Linked DNA regions of Mus musculus: region 1 is linked to region 2. Evidence: chromatin contacts called from public promoter capture Hi-C data. All regions are on one chromosome and are shown on one strand. The core of a region is the stretch at or near the end of the contact, and the rest is flanking DNA. Distances in the headings are between cores, read along the strand shown.

Region 1 (5,520 bases), core at 529-3,028, 7.4 Mb after region 2:
GCTAGGGTCTGACTCTGGAGGAAGTAGATCCAATCCTGTTCTGTACACAGCGCCCAGGATGATAGTGTGCCCAGGGGCAGAGGTGGCCATGTATCTAGGTGTGCCTAGATATTGATGAGAGACATTTGGTAACAAAACGAGATAAAAATCAAAGATGTGACCAGAAAAGTAGTATCCAGAGACAGAGTTACCTTGAGGCCAGTCCCTGTCCCTCCTCAGCCTGGGCCTGGACTCTAATATCCATGACCCTTGAACATCTGCGAGATACCTCACAGAGGCCAAAGAAGACTCAGCCATTCCAGAAATGGCCCATACAAACAAGGCAGAAAAAACAATAAGAAACCCCAGCTCCTGGTTAGCCCCTGGATCTGCTGTTCCCAGATCTCCTCAAAGGGGAGGAGGGAGGGTCTGCAGGTCCCTGCCCTGCGTTGGGGAGGAGGGGGTTCATCTGCTGTCCTCTCAGCCCCTCACATTCATGCCCCCACACCCTGACTCCTATGGACGCCAGGGTTCACTCGGGTCTCTTGGCAGCAGAATGTGTTTTAACTCAGTGTCTTACCAAGGCAACCCTAGCATGGCACCCTTCCCCCTAGGAGGCCTCGACCAGCCCCAGGCTGGGTCCTGGAAAGACAGGAGTGAGGGCTTTGCTAGTGACAGGCAAGAACAACCCTGTTACTGAAGAGGAATTAGAGAGATGGAAGAGAAGATGAAGAGAAGTCCCCTCTGGGACTGTCCACACTCGCCCCTGATTACAGAGCCACCACTCACTAACCTCTGCTAACCCAGCCCCCACTCCCAGCCCAGACTTTCTCTGAGGGAGGACAGGCGCTTAAGCTTCAGTTCTGCAATCTGCAAGCGATGTCAAGGCCCCCGGACTCCAGGACAAAGATGATCAGACTGCCTCTGGATCCTCAGTGTCTACTCCAGTTGGGCCCCCTCTCTTCCTTCCTTACGCCTGTTTAGCCCAGACTGGGGGTTCTCCGCAAAAAGATTGCCAGGCGTCATGGTTCTAGTTGTGGCTGCTCTCAGGACTGAGAGGTACAGAAGCTGGAACTACTCAGTTGATGAAGGAGATGGTTAAGGCTCAGAGAGGGGCAGTTAGAAGGCCAAGGTCACACAGCAAAGGCCCAGAAGCACCTAGATCCCCCACCTTCCAATCTCGTGCTCTCAGAGTCCTAAAGATAAGTAAGGAGCACTCGAAATGTCAAGAGTGCAGACACTGCCCCCGCCCCCCGACATGAGCACTCAAACACCCAAAGCCCCCTTAACTCCTAGACTTCAGAGGGCCTTACCTTAGAACCCACTCCTGGGCGGGGCGCATGGGCCGGACTAGACTAGGCTGGGCCAGTCGAGGTCAGGGCGGGTCCTCCGCTCCCCTACCGAGGGGTCCCAGACCGCAGGGATGCTGCTGCTACTTTGTGATGTCCAACTCCACCCACCCCGCTCCGCACAACCCTAGATGGACCTGGGCAGTGCAACTGCGCGGTCTCAGAGCTGCGGGACGGAACTGGGAGAGGGGTGAGGTGCGGGGAAACGGGGCGGAGCCACAGCGGGGGTTACCCTGCGAGCTCCCAGTCGGGCCGCGTCCCCTTTAAGGCCAGCTGGTCCCAGTGCCGGCGGGGCGGGCCAGTAGGGGGCTGGCTCTCCGCGTAGCCTCCTGGGAGGTGGAGTCCGGGCCCGGCACGCGGCACAGGAAGGAACGCAGAGGGGACTACAAGTCCCGGCGGCCAGCGCGCGGCCCGGGACGACCCGCCCCTGCCCCAGCCCGGCCCACCCCCTAGCGAAGCTGCGCTGGCTGGAGGGGAGGCTGCCGAGCGAGGGCAGGAGGTGGGTGCGGTGCGCAGGGGTTTCGGGGAGGGCTCTGGACCCAGCGGACGCATACATGTCTTTCCGGGCACCTGTCCTGCCGTGAAAGGTCATCTGTCGCAGCCTCGCTGTTCTCATCTGTGAAATGGGGTAGCCCCGCCCGTGGCCGCGGGGGAGGGGCGCGTTTCGGGGTGAGGGGGTAGACCGAACCACCTGAGGGGCGGGGCTGGAGAAAGGGATGCGCTGTGGGAGGAGCCTTTGGTGGGTTAGGAAGAGGAGCCGAGTCTCTAGGTGAGAAGGGGACCTCTTGTTTGATCAGAAGGGACCGGTTCCAGAGCTGAGGAGTGGGTGCTGGGTTAGGTGGGCGAGCGCGAGGCGGACCACAGGGATGACAGGGACCCCTCCCAGCTCTAGTGAACCCAGGGCGTGTGGATGTACACAGCACCATTCTTTCCATGTGACTAGAAATAAAGAGCCCATCCCTGGAGCTCAGTGCGTCACACACATACTCATTCTACTCACATCCCGCCAAGGCCTCACCGTGATAACTGTTTCCAGTTGAGCAACACACCTGATAAGTGACTTGCCCCCAAAAGCCTTCAAAGACCCTGCCTTTCTCTGCCCACAGGGGAAACAGAGGTTTGGTCTGGGGTGACAGGAAAGAAGCAAGCATTGTGATGCCCCACCCATCCAAAGTTGTGCTCCAGGACCTGTGCCCTAGCACTTTCAATGCCCAGCTACAAGGCAACCCAATGCCCCACCCATCCAAAGTTGTGCTCCAGGACCTGTGCCCTAGCACTTTCAATGCCCAGCTACAAGGCAATCCAATGCCCCACCCATCCAAAGTTGTGCTCCAGGACCTGTGCCCTAGCACTTTCAATGCCCAGCTACAAGGCAACCCTTCTATGGTGTCTTCAGGCTGGAGCTATTTGAAAGCCCTTTGTTTACAGTTATCACTGTTGGGAGGAGTGGGAAGGCCACAGGAAGAGAAAGCTGAAAGGAGGTGTGGGTGCCTGAGGAAAACCACAAGATGAGCCAGGGTGGCTAGGGAAAGTTCTGCCTGCGGTTGAGGGATGGTGTTGGGACCATCTTCAACAAAGCATTTCTGTGCAAGCAAGGAAATGCCTCAGGTTGGGTGGTCTCTTCTTCCAGCCCACCCCCACCCCGCCCTGATGGGCACAAATCCCAGTGCCCCTTGTGTGAACTGAGGGGAGCAGCCTGTAGGCCTCTCAGAGATAGGACAGGGCAAGGTGGCCGTCAGCTGTTGGGTGTGAAAGGATGAAGGGGAAGTCTGCAGAGCTCTGGGCCAAAGCCCTATCCTGGAGATCACCCTGGGTAAGGCTGGGAAGCTGCTAGGTGATCGGCAGTCGTCACTCACTTGAACCCGGTGCTCTGTCCCTTCCCCTGCACAGTGGAAGCCACCATGGCCTTGGCAGCATGACAGCCAATTAGACATTGTCCTACACATTTGATTCCAAAGTGAAAATTCAAGGGAGTATTTTCAAAATGAAAAGTTTTAAAGTGTTTATCTCCAAAACAGGGACATAAATAGTCCTGTTGGTGCACAAGTCCGGGAAGGTGAAGATAGGTCTAACTAAACAAAGTTAAAAAAAAAAAAAAAAAATGTCTTCCCTACTCCCTGCCCAGCCCCAGTTTCTGGGGATAGCAAGGGATTTCTTCAGCAGGGAAGCCAGGCTCCTACTTAGGTTAACTGTGCTAAGTACTGAGCATAAAGTACTGTGCTAAGTACTGAGCATAAAGTGCTTTGAGTCAAAAAGGATGGTGTGGGTGCTACAGGTGAGGCTTGGCAGCCTGATGAGATTTTTCCTTCAAAATCCTGGCCAAGGGGAGGCTAGAAGTCAAGTTGCAGAGGAAGGGAAGGGCCTGTCATGCTGGTCTATAAAGCCTACGAGAGTGTCTATTTCATGAGGCAGTGGTGGCTCTCACCTTTAATCGCAGCTCTTGGGCAACAGAGGCAGGCGGATTTCTGAGTTTAAAGCCAGCCTGGCCTACAGAGTGAGTTCCAAGACAGCCAGGGCTACACAGACAAACCCAGTCTTGAAATACAGAAAGAGAGGAGAGAGGGAGGGAGGGGGGAGTAGAAATTAGCATGTTGAGTAACTATCACAGTTTGAACTGTCATGGTTTTCCTGGCCGCCACCATCTTCCCTCGGAGAGCCTACCACAAACACTGACTCTGGGCAAAGACCATATGCTGTCCTCTACCCCAGAAGTCCCATTGGTTCTCTCTGCCCATGCTCAGCACACCTTGGCTGCACAGCAGGAGTCTCCTTCCTGCCACTTGACAGCCACAGATGCTAGGCTCAGGAGGATGCTGTTGTCAGAAACAAGGCCCAGACAGCCATATCTCAACCCTGGATCACAGAATGGAAGAGGGGCAGGCTGATCCTCTGGGCTAAGTCCAATCTAGAAGGACTTCCTGATCAAAACACTTCTCCAACTTCGGTCCTAGTTGACTATCTTAGTCTCTAAATACCAAACCTGCATTCACCTATTCATGCTTGAACACACTTGCCTTTCCACAGACACACACACAAACACACACACACACACACAGTCAGACACACACATCTCCCAGTTACTTTACCTTATAAGCCAAGCTTGATTGCTTGCCCCTATAGTCCAAGCTACTCAGGATGCTGAGGCAGGAGGATCACTTGAGAGCTCCAGACCAACTGAGAAAGGGCAGCATTATGAAAACCTATCACACAAGAGAAAGGAGGGAAAAATAGAAAGAGTGACTGAGAGAGGGAGAAAGAAAACATGAATATCTTAGCCAGGCATAATGGCACATGCCCATGTCCCCAGCACTTGGCACACAAAGCAGAAAGATTGGTTTTCGGCCAGCCTGGGGCACATAGTAATACCTTATCTAAAATTTTATCTAAATTTTCCTAAAGTCTCCAGCATATCTCCATCTCATAAGAGTGGTGTTTTCCTACGTAATTGTAATCTTACCTTTTGTATTTCCAAATAAACACTTGGTATTAAATTCTTTCCAGATTGCCCTTCTCCAAAACCCTTTAGTTGTTACCTTTAATGATCCAGTCTAGTCAAGATCCACCCACTGTATCTGTTAACATTTCTTTGAGCAAATCATTTAATCTGGAAAGGGCCATCTCATATGTTTTTATTTGATTAGTTCCTTAATGATTAGATCTTAGCTATTTCAGTTTCTGGCTTTTTAGTAATGTGGACTTCTGATCCCATCATTTTAGAAGGCAGCTATCAGGGGTCTTCATGAAGCCATTTGGTTAGTGGTTAATGTCATGACAGCATACATCTCCATGGTAACAGGGAAAATGTCTGTGATACATTCTCTAGACCAGTGGTTCTCAAAATGTAGGTCATGACCCCTTTGGGGGTCAGATGACCCTTTCACGGGTCACCTAAGACCACTGGGAAACATGCGTTTGCATTCTGATACCTAGCAGTAGTTAAATTACAGTTATAAAGTAGCAGTGAAATAATTTCATGGCTGGGGTCAGCACAACATGAACAACGGTGTTAAAGGGTCCCAGATGGGGAAGGTCAAGAGCCTCTGCTCCAGACTGTGTTCCTTCCCTGCCATAGCCGCTGGTGATCTTTGCCTGAATTGCAGCACTGAAGGCTACAAAATGGTGTGGTCCTAATTGTGCTGTTCTTTCTGTGTTAGTTGGTGTTCATTTTGAGTGGAGAAGTATGTTGAGGCAG
Region 2 (5,344 bases), core at 1,088-3,587:
GGTAGGAGAATCTTTCCTTTCTTTGAGTTCTTTTTCCTTAAGAAGAAAACAAAAAAACCTAGGGCTAGTTAAGAGCACCGACTGCTCTTCCAAAGGTCCTGGGTTCAATTCCCAGCAACTACATGGTGGCTTACAAACCATCTGTAATGGAATCTGATGCCCTCTTTTGGTGTGTCTGAAGACAGCTACAGTGTACTTAAATATATCAAATAAATAAATGTTATAAAAAAAACCTAAGGTTGTGGTGACGAAGGCTTTTAATCCTCCAGCACTGGGGAGGCAGAGGTAGACAGATCTGAGTTTGAGGCTAGCCCGTTCTATAGAGCAAACTTCCAGGACACCTGGAACTACACAGAGAAATCCTGTCTTATAGAAATAAAAGGAAAAAGAAAAGACTCAAAGAATGAAAATTAGGTTTGTAAGTTTCAATAGGTGGTTTTTCTAGCAAAAGAATGGAGTTAAGTTCTGAGATGCTAGTAGTTCTATTTGTCCTTCATTTTCATTTATGTCTAATGATATACAATTCCAAGCCCCCAAAAAAATCTTGTCTTAAAGAAATATCCACTGGATATTTATCATATAAATTTAATGTTGGGCAAATAAAGCATATAGCCGGAAATTCCCTTCCAGATTAGCTCACAACATAACACAGACTCTACATAGGGTTTCATTGGTTTGTTTCGTTCTGTGGTAATGGGGTTTGAGGCCACATTTTGGGCTTACAATAATTCTGAGCTGGCTGTGCTGGCACACACCTTTAACCCAGCACTTGGATCTCTGAGTTCAAGGCCATCCTGGTCTGCAGAGTCCTAGGACAGCCAGCCAGGCGTACAGAGAGAAGGACCGGTCTCAAAAAAGACAGGAAAAAAGTGTTTTAACTACTGAACTACCCCACCACTGTTTTAGAGCCAGGGTCTAGCCTTGCAACTGTGGGTCTCCTCCCTCAGCCTTCTGAAGAGCTGGAAATACAGGTGTAAGACACGAAGCTGGGCTTTATTAATGGCAGACATCTGAGGAACACGTTCTTCTCAAATTGTTTCTTTCATCTTCCAAACCCCAGAGCTCCTACTGGGACATTCCAAAAGCTATTGACCAGGGTTAGCACTACCTCACCTCCACAGGAGCCTCCCATTCACTGCAGACAGAAGTCCATGGTTTCTTGGAACCACGTGTTTTTCTTAAGAGCAGCGTGTATAGAATACATTATCAAAAGCTGGTGAAAACGGAGGCGTGGAGCTCTCGCTTACCACACGTGAGGCACAATTTAACAAAGAGGTTGCAGTATTTAACAAAACAAGGAGAAACAAAACAAGAATAGCTCTAAAGAGAAAGGAGTCACGTCTCAAGACGGATACATCGCTGGTTTCTAAAGAGCAAACAAGATTCACTCTGGTTACTCCTCAACCACTCCCGCACTCATTTCATTTCATTTCATTCTAAGGCTCTGGCTAAGCAAGGGCATCTCTCTGACCAAAAAGAAAGCATTGTACTCGAATCCTTTAGTTATCACAGGTACGGCTCACACCTAAATTTCAGTCATTTCTATTAAGCAACTTGCAATTATTGTATTTTAAACTGGGTCGGTAAACTTCTGAAAGGGGGGGGGGGGCCTTCCAAAGACACCAAAAAGGAAAAACAAAACAAAACACCTTCATTGTCCGGAAAATTGAATTTTTCCGAAAACCACTTAGCTTTAGATTACAAATCTCAGCTTTACTTCTAAGTAGCATTATCAATTTACAAGAGTAATTACTACACTATCTACTGAGTGTACGTTCCTGAACAGCAAAGAGAGAAAGACTAGCTCACGAGTTACCACGGTTACGGCGAAATGCCGTACAGAAGGCTGAAATTAACAAGTAACTACAGCACTCAACCCAGCAGGTGGAACAAAATCCGCACTCAACAAAATGCAGTCACATCCTGACAGCCTCGCAAACACAGCTAAGAGTGGGGCCAGCGTCCCATTGCCCGTCCGTCGCACACGCCCAGGAAAAAAAGCACAATGACCAGGTTTCCCCGCGTTCCAAGCGCCGTGCACCGTGCCACCACCCAGCTCTCAGTCACCGACCCCTTCCTGCCACCGCCCGGGCCATCCTCACCAGCCTCCCCGCCACCAGGCAGCCAAACATGGCAGCGCCCTCGGCGCCTCTGCTAGGCCAGCGGGCACCTCAGGCCGGACACCAGGAATTCCGCAGCCACTGTCCTAATTGAACTCAAGAACCTTCCAGAATTTGCAGGAAGGAACGTGACCCTCCACTACATAACAACACAGGAACGCATCTGGGCCGGCGACCTCTGACCCTTCCTTCCTAACTTGCACGCCTCTCCGGAACGAGTACTTCCGGGTCATTACACCCATTTCCTCCTTCTAAGGTAGTAAGGAGGAGCTGGTATCGCGCTAAGACTACAAATCCCATAGTGCAGTGCGCCAGCCTCCCAGAGGGCGAGCCGGGAGAATTTGAAAGTTACTACTGATAGTACATGATTTCCGTGCCTGTGTGAGTCAAAGTTTCTAAAGGTGGTGCTGGGAGAAGACCTTTCTGGCGGTTGTGTAACATTTTAGGAGTAACAATACGCCTTTGCCAGAATCGTTTCACCCAGCCTCTCCTTTCAAAAGCTTAATGGGATAAATATTATCTCCGTTTTATACGGAGGGCAATTGGTTCGGCATAACCTGCCCGGAAGCTTGAAAAATTGATTTTTGGAGCGTAAATTCAAGTTGCAACCAACTTACTGCATTCTTCCTGACAAACATTATATCAAAAATGTTAATATATTTTTATCTCATTTTTATGGCAGTGTCTTATTACCTAGCCCAGGTAGACCTCGAACTTGTGCACTCCTTTCTCAGCCTCCAATTGCTGGAATTATAGGCGTGGACCACTAAAGCTATAGAGGTCCAGAAGTCCTTTTCCCCACTAAATACTAGTTTTAACACGTAGTTGTGTTCTTGCTTATATTTCTTGTAGTGCTTCACTTGTGCTTCCTCCCCGCCCCAACTAATGTGCTGTACAACTGTAGGCAAGCTATATAACAGCTTCATCAGTCAATCATCTGCAAACTGAGACAAATAGACCTATTGGGTTGCTGGAAGGATTAAATGATGAATTAATTGATAACTGCCACTAAGAATAGGGTCTGGTGCTGCTTAGGGAGTTTTGTTGTAAAAATGCCTTTTAAAAAAAATAATAATCTAAGTTTTCTCACTTTGGGGAGTTGTTTTCCAAGACAGGGTTTCTCGATGTAGCCTGAGCTGTTCTGGAACTCACTCTAGACCAGACTGGCATCAAACTCAGATCTGCTTCCCTCTACCTGCTAAATGCTACAATTAAAAGTATCTGATACTAGCTGGGCGTGGTGGCGCACACCTTTAATCCCACACATGGGAGGCAGAGGCAGGCAGATTTCTGAGTTCGAGGCCAGCCTGGTCTACAAAGTGAGTTCCAGGACAGCCAAGGCTACACGGAGAAACCCTGTCTCAAAAAGCCAAAAAATAAAAAAGTGTGTGACACTGCTGCTCATCTTTTGGGATTGGTGTTTGTTTGTTTGTTTTTATTCATTTATTTGTCTCTCTGTTTGTTTGTTTTTTAAATAGACAAGGTTTTGCATAATTTAGACTAGCCTGGACCGTGCTGTGTAGTCGAGGATAATACTGGATTCCTGATCCTTCTCCTCCACCTCCCGAGGGCTGGCATTACACACACACACAGCCCCATAACTGACTGACTTGTCCTTTGAGTTCTGGATGCATTTCCAGAAAAGGCTCATTGGAAACACAAAACATTATCTAAAGGAAGTAGCACCAAGGATCGACCGCCACCGCCACCGCACTCATTCTCCCTTTTTCAGCTTTAATCCCTGTGCCTTTTGCATGAGGAAAGAACACAGTCTTTTCGAAGCTTGATCTATCTGAGCATGGACCACCAGCCATAACAGGTCTCTCTTCCCCAGTGCAAACAGTGCAAGTCTTCTTCTTTTTTTTTTTTTTTGGTTTTTCGAGACAGGGTTTCTCTGTGTAGCCCTGGCTGTCCTGGAACTCACTCTGTAGACCAGGCTGGCCTCGAAATCCGCCTGCCTCTGCCTCCTGAACTTAGACTAGAAAGGATGTACGTAGTAAGACCACTGGCCGTCAGATTGCTTCTGTTCACTTCAGGCATTTACCAGCTGCATGATACACTGGCTAACCTAACATTCTCTTGTCTCTTTTTCACCATTTTTTTTTTTTTGGTTTTTTTTTTTTTTTTTTTTTTTTTTCGAGACAGGGTTTCTCTGTGTAGCCCTGGCTGTCCTGGAGCTCACTTTGTAGATCAGGCTGGCCTCGAACTCAGAAATCCGCCTGCCTCTGCCTCCCAAGTGCTGGGATTAAAGGCGTGCGCCACCATGCCCGGCTTTCACCATTTTTAAAATGGAATATTATCAGGATTTACCTAATAGGGTCGCTTTGATGGTTCTTACCTGTGAAATACTAAATAGTGGGTAGACTCCCGCTCAGTGTCAGTGATTCACTTTGCAGGGTTTCCTGTATAACTTCCCACCTTGGGTTCTGTGCATGTTCTGACTTTAGGAGCAACTCATACTATTCAACTTATATGTTCTTAGGCAACGTTTTCATTTGTCTGTGATGTGCATTTGATTGTTGCTCCTTTCCTTATAAGACAATCTTATTAGTAGCTTGAGAGCTGGCTAGCTTAGAAACTTTGTAATGATCTCTAGCTGTTTATTAATTAATTAACTTAGTCTTAGTCTTTATTATATAGGACTTGCTTTTTTTTTTTTTTACCATTTTCTGGTAGATAATTTTAGTTCTAGATTGGACAGAGAATTAGAGACAATAATTTAGTAACCTTTCTCCACATTAGATATCTGTAGAGTTAGGTCTGATTCTTCCTCCTAGCCCCGTGCTCCCAGAAATAAGACTCAGACTTTGACTAGATCATAATGTAAAATAGCCCGTTTATTCTAATCTATATTTCTTACCCGCGTTCACGCGACCGGCCAGGAAGAACGCAACAAACCGGAATCTTCTACGGCAAAACTTTATTGCTTACATCTTCAGGAGCAAGAGTGCAAGAGAGCAAGAGCGCAAGAGCTTTATTGCTTACATCTTCAGGAGCAAGAAGCAAGAGCCAGAGCAAGAGAGCAAAAAGGCGAAACCCTGTCCCTTTTTCAGGAGAATTATCCTCCGCCTAGGACGTGTCACTCCCTGATTGGCTGCAGCCCATCGGCCGAGTTGTCGTCACGGGGAAGGCAGAGCACATGGGGTGGAGAACTACCCTTGGCACATGCGCAGATTATTTGTTTACCACTTAGAACACAGGATGTCAGCGCCATCTTGTAACGG

What was found. Promoter capture Hi-C pulls out the DNA fragments that hold promoters and counts their contacts.
Region 1: a promoter capture Hi-C map of liver shows a contact between it and region 2, with 5 times the contacts expected there. The contact joins the promoter of Kctd21 here to the promoter of Hikeshi in region 2. A contact is called at or near these places in 2 of 39 promoter capture datasets (liver and pre-B cells).

Annotation. Positions count from the first base shown.
Region 1 is chr7:97,330,545-97,336,064 of GRCm38.p6, forward strand. Kctd21 (potassium channel tetramerisation domain containing 21) reads left to right here and starts at 1,779. Exons shown (of 2, transcript NM_001039039.3): 1 at 1,779-1,827. Usp35 (ubiquitin specific peptidase 35) reads right to left here and starts at 1,565. Exons shown (of 11, transcript NM_001177412.2): 1 at 1,293-1,565.
Region 2 is chr7:89,938,867-89,944,210 of GRCm38.p6, forward strand. Hikeshi (heat shock protein nuclear import factor) reads right to left here and starts at 2,338. Exons shown (of 5, transcript NM_026304.3): 1 at 2,103-2,338. The coding sequence starts at 2,132.